3 separate regions of the Anas platyrhynchos genome follow, and regions 2 and 3 are each linked to region 1. Evidence: chromatin contacts called from public Hi-C data. All regions are on one chromosome and are shown on one strand. The core of a region is the stretch at or near the end of the contact, and the rest is flanking DNA. Distances in the headings are between cores, read along the strand shown. Region 1 holds the start of ADAMTS8 (ADAM metallopeptidase with thrombospondin type 1 motif 8). Region 2 overlaps SNX19 (sorting nexin 19). Region 3 has its middle 34 kb from the start of SNX19.

The links. Hi-C and Micro-C count contacts between places; a contact is called where the count stands out from the background.
Region 2: a contact with region 1 is called in a Hi-C map of skeletal muscle, with 5 times the contacts expected there. The contact joins the enhancer-like site here to the promoter of ADAMTS8 in region 1. A contact is called at or near these places in 2 of 8 Hi-C or Micro-C datasets (skeletal muscle and subcutaneous adipose tissue).
Region 3: a Hi-C map of F5 follicle shows a contact between it and region 1, with 3 times the contacts expected there. The contact joins the enhancer-like site here to the promoter of ADAMTS8 in region 1. A contact is called at or near these places in 7 of 8 Hi-C or Micro-C datasets (F1 follicle, F5 follicle, liver and 3 more).

The regions. Positions count from the first base shown.
Region 1 is chr25:4,612,798-4,616,215 of IASCAAS_PekinDuck_T2T, forward strand. It overlaps ADAMTS8 (ADAM metallopeptidase with thrombospondin type 1 motif 8), which reads right to left and starts at 1,818. Exons shown (of 9, transcript XM_027444238.3): 1 at 1,026-1,818. The coding sequence starts at 1,775.
Region 2 is chr25:4,768,816-4,772,233 of IASCAAS_PekinDuck_T2T, forward strand. The region is part of intron 8 of SNX19 (sorting nexin 19); the gene reads right to left. Among named protein-coding and RNA genes, the nearest start is that of SNX19, 12 kb to the right of the region's middle. Within about 2 kb of position 1,901, at least 1 of the 8 cell types and tissues checked has an H3K27ac peak or open chromatin away from gene starts, as enhancers often do. A contact at or near this core is called in subcutaneous adipose tissue, where this site is marked.
Region 3 is chr25:4,746,304-4,749,721 of IASCAAS_PekinDuck_T2T, forward strand. No RefSeq gene overlaps it. Among named protein-coding and RNA genes, the nearest start is that of SNX19, 34 kb to the right of the region's middle. Within about 2 kb of position 1,543, at least 1 of the 8 cell types and tissues checked has an H3K27ac peak or open chromatin away from gene starts, as enhancers often do. A contact at or near this core is called in F5 follicle, where this site is marked.

The DNA.
Region 1 (3,418 bases), core at 568-3,067:
GCCAGCCCAGATTTGGACCCGGGGACCCAAACAAACCTTCCCTGCCAGGAGCAGGGCAGCACGTGCAGGGAAGCGGGGTGCAGCACAGGACAACGCTTGGGAAAATTTCCCCCACGCAAGACCTGGGGAAACTGAGGCACTGGGAGGAGGTCCCCAAAAATCAGCAACCAGTGTTGCCGAGAGCCCCTCTGCGATGGGAAGTGCACACCAGACCCGAGGGATTAGCCCTGTCCTTATCACATCTGCAGTTGCACTGGCGTTTCCTGGGCTCCAGCTCCCCGGCACCAGGGGGCCACGTCCCCACCCCGTCCCGCTGCGGGGGTCTCTGCGTTTCCTGGCTGGGGGCAGCGTGTCCAGGCAGGGAATGCTTCTGGCAGCGGTGGCGTGGGGAAAAAGCAGCGCTGTGCATCTGCTGGGCTGCTAACAGGTGGCTCGGGAGCGGGGCTGTTACCGTGCCATTTGCTGCCCAGCCCGTTGCAGCACAGCTCTGTCCCTACAGAGAGAAGTGGGGACACTGGGCACGAGGGACACTGCAGTGTGCAGCCTGGGCAGATGCATGGGGTGGGTGCCGGCTCTGGAAAGGGTCCCCAACACCAGCTGAACTCCCCTGCAGCCTTTGCCCAGGGACTTTTGGCTCCTACAGAGCAAGCAAGGGTGGGGACGGAGCGCAGGTCCCCAGCCCACCGCCAGCAGTCCCTGCCTGTCCCTGCCCCACCAGGCTCCGGGGTGGGAGGGGGCCACCCCTTGCTGGCTCCAGACCCCCCGAGGACCCCGGGGTGCAGCACCGGGTGGGGGGCACACGGGCTCCCCGCCGTGCTGGGCTCCCCTCCGTGCCTTGGCAGCAACAGGGGGGCGAGTGGGAGCGGGACATGGCACGGGTGGGGACACCGGGGAGCGATGAGGGGCTGGGGGGGGGGACAGAGGGATGGGGACAGGAGGGAAGGGGAGGTGGTGGGGATGGAGAAGGGAAGGGTCACAGCGGGATGGGGCCGGGGATGGGGCGGGGGGCCAGCTCCAGCCCTTACCTCCACGTCCTCCCCGTAGAAGCGCACCATGGAGGCGTCGGCCACCAGCAGCGTCTCCACGTAGCGCGCCTCGGACACGAAGCGCCGGGGCCTCCGGAGCGGCTCCGCGGGGCCGGCGGCTGCCGGGGGCCGGGGCCGGGCCGCCGTCGGGGCGGCCGTCGGGGCGGCGCGGCGCTGGAGGCGGTGCAAGCGGCGCCAGGGAGGGCCGGGAGCGGGCGTCCCGAGCGGCAGCAGCTCGTAGGCCGCCCCGTCGAGCAGGAAGGCGGCGCGGAGCCCGGCGGCCGGCCCGCAGCGGCTGAGCGCGGCGGGGGCATCGGGGCGCCCCTCGACGGTGCCCGAGTAGAAGCAGCCCCGGCGGGGCGAGGCGCGGCCCGGCGGCCTCCGACCTCCTCCCAGGCGCTGCAGGCGGAGGCGAGGGGCGAGGAAGGAGGCGTCGGGCCGGAGGCGAAGCACCACGGCTCGCCCGAAGGCGGCCAGCCGCAGCGCCAGCTGCCCCGACGGGGCGGGCAGGCGGGCGGGCAGCACCGGCTGAGCCTCCCGGGCCGGCGGAGGCTGAGCCTCGCGGGGCGGCGGAGGCAGCGCCCAGGCGTGGCACAGCAGCAGCAGGTGGAGCGGGGCCCGGCCGGCCAGCAGCGCCCGCCGCCCCATGGCCCGGCCCCGCCGGGCTCCCGCTGCCCGGCCCCGCGACGGCTGCTCCGCGGCGGCTGCGGAGCCCGCTGTATTTATACTTTCTCCCCCCGGCTTTGACATAAGAGGTTTATTTTTGATCTCTCGCTGTTCCCCGCTCCCCTCCCCTGCCAGCCAGAGGCTGGGGGAGGAGGAGAAGTGAAAGAGAAAAAAAAAAAAAAAAAAAAAAAAAGAAGAAGAAGCAGAAAAAAAAAAAAAAAAAAAAAAGCACTTTTGGATGGGGTTTGAGGCCAATCAGGCGCCGGGAGCCCCGCCTGCCTCCAAGTGTCAACTCCAGCCTGTTACTCTCCCAGCGTTAACCCCTTCGGCCCAGCCGCTGCCCGCCCGCAGCCGGGGCCTGATCCTGCTCGCCCCAGCAGCAGGGGGTGCAGGGTCCTGTCCCCGCTGGGCTCTTGCAGCCGCTTCTTCCCCCGCCACGGGGCAAATTGCCCCCGAGGGGTGCCAGAGGTGGCCACGTCCTCCCCCCGGTTTTCCTGGGGGTCCCTTCGATTGCTCCTCTGGACAGGGCTGGAAAGCACCAGGGCTTTGCTATGGGGAGCGCCTGCAAGGCAGGAGGTGCCCCGGGGCGTTTGGCTCCGTGGTTCCTGCATCTTTTACTTTGCCAGGGACAGAGGATTTTGGGCCCCAGGGAAAGCTGCGGCAGTGACAAACGCAGGAGGTTTTCCATGCCCTGAACAGCTGGGGCCACATGGGGTTTGCTCAGGCTGGAATAAAGCAATGGGCTCCAGGGGCTAAATCAGACTTCTGGGAAATACCTACAAGAATAAAATAATGCAGCCAGCTCCCGCTGTGCATTTTGGGGTCAGGGGGAAGTGTGACTTCGTTAAACACCTGGATGTCCCCCTTTCGGATCCATTTTGTCTCCCCATCCATATTTCCCTGCTGTCAGTGGAAATCCTACAGGTCTCAGCCCACAAAACCCGGTGGCCACTGCCACGAGTACGGAGGTGGCAAGCGTCGGGAGATGGGCAGAAGCACGCTGTCCCTGGCTGGGAACCTGCTTAGCACCAGGAACAACCCGGCTGTAATGGAGCAAGGGAAACTGCTCCTTATAGATTACTCCTTCTTTCCTCTTTAGCCCTCCTTCCCCATTAGTTCATGAGATTCCTGGCTTTTGGAGCATGCTTGGTACAGCACGGAGATATCCTGGGATGGTGGCAGGTCCCATCCTGCTCCCTGTCCTGATTTCCTAAACCTTCTATGGGGCGTAGCACACACTCAGAGCTGGGTTTGTGCCTTAACCATGCAGTGGATACAAGCCCAAGGATCAGCTCTTTGAAATTGTGGGCTTTTTACCCCCTTAGCCTGATCCTAAAAAGACTTGAAATGGTGAAGCAGCATTTGGCACCTTGGGATTCCTGCTTCCCTGTAGCTGGGAAATCAGAGTCCCAGCCACAGCTGGGCAGCGGGGTGTAGGGTGAAGGCGCACCCTTTACAGAGGATGTATTTACATCTGCCTTTCTATTCTTACCTCCACTTAAAAGCCACATCCCTACCTATATAGTAAACACAGCAGTGGCTCTAAATAGCAGCGCTACCCCGGGGCCAAGGCTCTGATTACTTCTTGTCTTTTTAAAGTGCGGTTTTCTGTGACTGTAGGAGGAGAGGGGAGGAAATAAGAAGTAAAGCAAAAAAAAAAAAAAAAAAAAAAAAAAAAAAGAAAGCAACCCCAGGCACGGTGTGGTTCGGTCTGGGACATCTCTCCA
Region 2 (3,418 bases), core at 651-3,150, 160 kb after region 1:
ACAGAGATCAAGGAAAAAAAGAGGGAAGAAGAAAACAGAAAAATCAGCGAGCAACACCCTGAAGCTACGAGCTCCTTGACTCACACCAGCAGTTGCACAAGGGCCCGTGACACCTGGCCTGGAGCTGATGGGCTCCGGCACGGCACCCCGAAGCCAAGAGGACAGCAAGAAGGCGAGGGCAGCCCGGGGTAGTGCATGGGGTAGCCTGCAACAGCCTAACTGAGCCCATCCTGCGTGATGGTCACAGCACCGTGCCACGTCCCTGCTGAAGGAGGGACAGGAGGCAGAGGCACGCAGTGTGCTGAGGTATCCTTTGGACCAGCACAGATGGCTGGATTGCTGCAGGGACCCCAAATTTGGCTGCAGTGCTGCTCGGCTGATGACCCAGGACCCTTGTTGATCACAGGCAATGGAAGCTGGTCCGGGATGCTCTCACCTGGAGGGGCTGGAGGTGGCTGTAAGCCCAGCGAGCAAGCCCCTGGCAGCAGGGCTAAAGAAACCAGCCACGTTGCTGAACTGCCACCACTAGTGCATGCGGTGAATGAACATGCAACTTTGAAAATGCACTGAATATCCTAGACTGCACTGGAAAGGCATCCTGGAATAGCCCACAGCCCTGCAGGCTCCAGCACTGGGGCCCTGCAGCACTGAACAGCCCTGCTCTGCCCTGCTGCCTACCTGCACACCCTGCAGACAGCCGGCAGCTCCCCCTCGTGCCAGCAGAGGCGACGCACCACAGGCAGGGACAGCAGCCTGAGCGTTGTGTGAGTGCAGAGCCAGAGCTGGAGAGGAAGCCCCATGAGGAAAACTAGAATTTGGCAAAGCCATCCAGCCCCCTGGGTGCCAATGTATAGGGAAACAGCTAGAACTTGCAAGGAACTGTGTCCACAAAAGCCAGGTGGCCATCTGTAACCTGCCTCCTGCCTGCCCCTGGGTCTCTGGCTATGTCTCACGGGCTGGAGCATCATCTCTCCAAATCCACACGGATTCCCAGCCACCCACAAGGGCTCTAGTCCATTCTTGCTTCAAGAATGGTGATTTCAGAAGAGGAGACTGCTTGTTGGGGGACAGCAGCTCTTGTAGCCAGTTCCTGCCAGCTCCTGGCAGGCTGCTTTGCTGAGGAAGAGGACTGGAGGAGCACCAGTGACTCAAAACAAACAGCAAGGCAAGCAGCTGAGCTCCTGGGGAAGGCAGGGGTGCTTCGTGTTTATCTGAATGTGGAACACAGCACCCCAAGCTGCCTGCTGCATGTGCGCTCCCCTAAATACACAGCCACCACCGCTGGGGTTATGGGGTGTGACGGGTCCCCTTCTGTCAGCTCGGCAGTTTGCATTGCTGTGGCTCTCTTGTGATGCACGGGTAGGGGAAGCCAGCAGCTCTGCTCCTGGACCTGCACTGCACCACGCTCTGAAAAAGCACCTACATATAAATCCTCCCCAGAATCCTGGGCTCTGCTGGAAGGAGATGCAGACCCCGGAGAGCCCCAGCAGGGCAGGATGGGCTCTACCTGGCTCCTGCTGGACCCTGACCCAGTGACCAGCGTGCCACCAGGGACACAGCGAGGGCAGGGCGCGGGGTCACAGCCGCAGAGTGGCTCGCATGCTTGCCATGTATTTTTAACGCCGCTTTGACTCACGGGCTCCAAAAAGCACACGGATTCTCCAAATGCTTTTTAGCTCTTTCCCCGAACACCCTCGGGGCCCAGAATAGCCCCAACTACCCCCCTCTGCCATCAGGTTCCCGTTGCAGCCTCCTGGTGAGAGCGAGATCTCCATTCCCAGCCCAGGGAAGGGAAGCAGCAGCCGGCCAGAGGAGGGGCACGGAGCAGGGTTTGGTTACAGGCAGGGAGAGGCACACAGAGCCTGCTGGAAGCGCTCCTTGGCCCCAGGGTTGCCTGGGCTCCCAGCAAGCCTCCTCTCCACCCACCTCTCCTTTCTGCTCCAAAAAAGGATCACTCCCTGTTACATAATGGGATGAGCGCCCCGCTCAGATGCGGGCTTGCAGACGCGGCCTCCCTTTTACTTAACAATACCTTTTTCGGTCATACTGCCGTCCTCGCTGCCGAGCTGACAGTCAGGGGAGACGGATAGTGCCTGGCTCCGGCTACTTCTGCTACAGAGAGGAGAAAGAGGAGTGTAGAGGGATGCTCCCTGCAAATGGAGTGGGATGGGGAGCTCTGGCTCACCAGCAAGGTAACGCCGGGCACTTCGTGTCAGCACAGGGGTCCTGTGGGCACCACATACCTTAGAGATCAAGTTCCCAAAGGAGAGGGAGCTGGTTTTCTGGAGAAATTAGACCTCTCTGTTGGTGTTTCTTTGATTTCTCTGCTCTCACATGAGGCACACGTGGTGCACAGCAGCAGCAATGCCCATGGAGGAGGCTGCAGGAGCAGCATGTTTCCCAGTGACCAAGTAGAGAAGCCTCCAGCAGCAGCCCCCTCCTGACACCCAAAACACTGCTAGGTCGGTTTTCCAAAGCCCACCACATAACCCAGCTGCTGATAGGAACGGAGGAGGTCTTCCTATCAGGGAGGGATGACTCCACTTGTGCTTTGTAATTAGCCAAAGTTAGGGACAGGCTGTGAGACACCTCGTGTTTGTCCACCTCTTCTCAGAGACAGGAGCAATGATGTCTCGAAGAGCACACGCTCCCAAACAGCTTCGGTATCTCTCTACCTGCACAGGATACCCCGACACAGCGCCTGCCTGAGAACCTGAACGAAGGCTGTGCTAGGTCCGGCCTAGCAATGATTAAGTTGCCAATGCTTAAATGAAACAGAAATGCCACCTTGTGCCCTCAGACAGGCAGTTGGCATAAAGTCTGAGCCAGAGAGCTCTTGATCTGCTCAGGGCAGCAGGGACCACTTGGGTCAGCCACGAGGACCCATCTCAGCCCCCCTCCTGCTCAGGTATCACGAGAAGGGCCAGGGTGCCATGGCAAGCTGGCAGGGAGCCCTCCTGTTCCCACACCTCCTCCACTGCAGGGATACCTACATCCCTCATCTCAAACATCTGCCTATGGCACTGAGCTCTGCTCTCCTACCAGATCACAGCTTCTGTAACAGGCAGATTTGAGCTGCTCCCAGTTCTGTGCCCACTACAGCGCCCTGCCCCTTGCGTGGGCTTCCAGGATCACTGAAAACCTCTCACCTTGCTCCAAGATAAGACAACCTCTACCCTGATACTCTTTCCGTTCAGGGGACCAAAGCACAGCCCTCAGTGTTGGGGTGGCAGCTGCAGCAGCAGAAAGAGGAGTGGGAGGTATTCCCTGAAGCAACCCCCGAGTAACGCCATCCTGGCAGCAGGTCAGCTCTCCCTGCCAGCTCCTTTCCTTCCCCAGCCCCTTCACACCAGACACGCCGACTCCCGATTGCTCCAGAACAAGCCCAGAGCCAGTGTCAACACACAGCTATCAGCAC
Region 3 (3,418 bases), core at 293-2,792, 130 kb after region 1:
GTCCCTGTGTGGAAGGAGGAGGATGCTCGCCCTGGGAGCACCAGACCAGCTCCATCTCCCCGTTTCACTTGGCATAGCAGGAACCTCATTCGCTCTTTCCCCCATCTCCGGGACTGCTTTAGTCAACGTTTACATATTATGTAGAACTACATGGGAAAAAAAAAAAAAAAGAAAAAGAAAAGAAACAGACTCTGTGTAATAGAGGTGCTTGTAAATAATCACTGGCCTAATCCCCTTTGACAATGAAAGATATCCAACCAGAAAATGCTCAAGTCTGTAACTCAACCTGAAACTTAAGCACAAGGAAGTAGTGTCAAAAGGGGACTTGGGTTCCCATAAAAGCCTCTCTACTTCCAGACCCTGGGCCCCCTAGCCAAAAAAACAGAGCAAACTTCCAGACATAACATCTGAGAAGTGCAGGCCTCACAAAGGGACTCGCTAACCTCCGCCGCAGAGACAACCACCAGGAGAAGGCGCGGGGCGAAGGAAGCCTTCGAGCCCAGACGAAGTGCCTGCCAGGGAAGGGAGGCACAATTCCCATCAGGGATGGGGCAGGCGCTGGTACAGTATCCCACAAGGGCTGCTGAAAGCCCTCTCGGGGGAATCGTTTGAAGCCAGGCTGGACAAAGCCCTGGAGAAGTCTCGTGGCTGGAGTTTGTCCTCTGCTCTTGTGCAATTCCCCTGGAGTTGATGCACGGCAAAAGAATTTAGCTCAGGGTAGGACGAGGAGCCCCTGGGCAACGAGAGGTGGATTAAATAACCCTAATTATGGTTTCAGGTCTCTTTTTTGATTGCTTCTGTCCCGCTGAGGATACCGAGCGTGTGAGGTCCGGCTCTGAGAGGTGAAGCGCTCGCCCTGCAGCCTCAACAATGGGTGCAGGCAGTGAGCAGCGAGTGGGTACTTCTGTGAGGATGCCTGAGCTTAATCACAGAAGAGAAGCAATAGGAACTAAATGTTGGTCTACTTTTAAAAGCAGAAGGCCCTAAGATGTCAGGGCTAGCTGTCCTAGCTAGATATCCTGGCCTGCTTTATTCCCTGTCTCAGCAAACCCTGGTGGCACTTCTCGGGCTGCCGCAAGGTGCTGATGCTGCCAGAGCCCCAGCTCAGGCTCCTCCAGCCCCGAAGCACCGAGGCAGGCACCTGCCAAGGGTGGCTCAGGGCCCACCCTCTCCATGGTCCATCGCAAAGAGCCCTCGTGGAGGCAAGAGCCTGCCATGCTATCGTTCTAGAGGGCTGCCAAACTCAAACAGGAGAGCTGTCTCCATAGCGCACACAAATATTTTCTCCAAGCAAGGGACCAGCTGGGAACGTGTGACCACCAGCCACCACCCAGCTCCATTTGGAAGCTGCTAACGTGCTTATCTCCGATTCTCACATGATCTCAGGTGCCCCCTTAGCTCAAGACCCTTCTCCAAGGCAGGGTGAACCAAGGCTTCAGCTTGCTCTCCATTGCCTCCAGCTCCCCGGCAGGTCTCTCTGTGCTGCCACTGGTCTGGAAACGCTTGCACGCTGCACCCTCTGCCTGCACGGAGAGCACCGACACCCTGCTGATGGAGAAGGACCAAAAGTGCTGGGAAAACAGGCAGTGGGTTACCGAGAGCAAAGCTGGTACTGCTCAATTGCAGGGCTTCACGGTTTCCATGAGCAGCGCTGGCTGCACTGCTTCGTGCTTTACCCACAGCCTCGAGACGCCACCGGTATTAAATTTCTTCCGCATGGGACAGGATCCTTCCCCGATACGCCGGGGAGTTTCTCTTTGCTCGTCGGGAATTTTCCGATGAGCTGGTTTCTCATCGGAAAATGCCGATACACTGAAATCAAAGCCCTTTGTGGGAACATACCAGTTTAGGGAATCCTTCATGGGAAAGTCGCCTTCAAGCCCAGGCTGGAGCTTCTGCTTGAGGGGCGCGAGCCAGAGCGTCCCCATCACCTGGCTGAGCTGCTGCCCCCGGGATGGGGACACCCCCACCCCTTTATTTTCTTTTCCCCATCTCCCCACCCCAAGACATTGCACCACGAGGCTGGTGTCTCTGCAGAAAACCATGAGACTATATTTTGCCTCTAATAAACCCCATAACCCTCAGGAACACAGACCACTCAGCCCTATGGGCAGGACATTATCTTGGGACATGGGGCACACCTGGATGTGACACCGTGTTTGCAGGCACACATCTCGTCCAGTTTTCCTGGGAAAAGCCTCCCAGAGCCCTGGGTTCACGGTGAAGGACTGGAACCGGGTTCAAATTAGGGGGAAGAAAAATCACCTGGGAGCCGGACCCCGTCCTGCGCAGGGCTCCAGCTCGCTGGGCGGTGTGGTGGCACGGCGGGGCTCACCAGTGTCCCCCTGTCCCCAGGGGCTGTCCCCTGTCCCTCGGAGGCTCTGAGATGGCTGAGACAACAGCACCACCTCGTGCCTCTGCCTGGCTGGGGGGAAAATGGAAGGGACGGCCCCAAAGCTCCCTCTGGCGGCTTCTGCAGGCGAGGAGGGATGGGGACGAGGATTTGGAGAGGTCTGAGTCAAAACCAGCCCCTGCAGCTTCCCTGCTTCCCCACCCAACGCATCCCAGCTGCATTTTGGAGAAACTGCTCCTGGGCACCGCTTGCCCGCTCCCTGCGCACCCCAAATCCATCCACAGCCGCTGGGGTCCCCGCCAGGACAGCGCGCAGGCAAGGGTTTGTCCTCCAGGCAGGCAAATCTGGATCTGGGAGCTCAGAACTGCTGCCACAGGGTATGCAGGAACCCCCGGTACATTACCTCAGGAACTACCTGGTTTTGCTAAATTTATTTCAGAAGAACCAGCTGAAGGGCTGCGGGCTTTCAAGAGATGTTCAAAGGGAGGTGTCGCCATCCGCCACTTGCTGCTGCGGTGCTGGGGCCTGCCAGTGACAACCCTACGGGCAGTTTAACCTAAAATGCCAGCTTCTCTGGCAGTTTTAGGCTGCTTCAGGAGGATGCTTGCTGCAAACATGCTGTGTTTGCAATGCTGACAGTGGCTGCAAGGCTTGTAGCACTTGCGGTTTGGAAGCTGGCACTTTTAACCGATTCAGCGCAGGGCTGGGGGGGATTTGTCCCTGCTCCTTCCCAAGGAATTTCTTCCCCTGCTGCAACCCCTTTCTAAATTCACATGGTGATGAAATCTGGTCCTTCTGAAGCTGTTCCCCGGAACAGTCCAGAGGGCTGACGGATTGCAAAACCTCTTGGTGCCATCTTATCTGCCGGTGCTGGTGCCACGCTCCAAGCTAAACACAGCTGCTGCCAAGCAGCAAAAGCTGAACTTTTTCTTAAGGACAAGATGATCTGCAGAACAAGTGTAAGGAACTTTTTGGAGGGCATTAGTAGCGTTAGTTGTAGCTTTGGCTCCATCCTTCCCACCCAAGAAAGGCAACAACAGCAGTCCTCTCGTGCCAACCCTACAC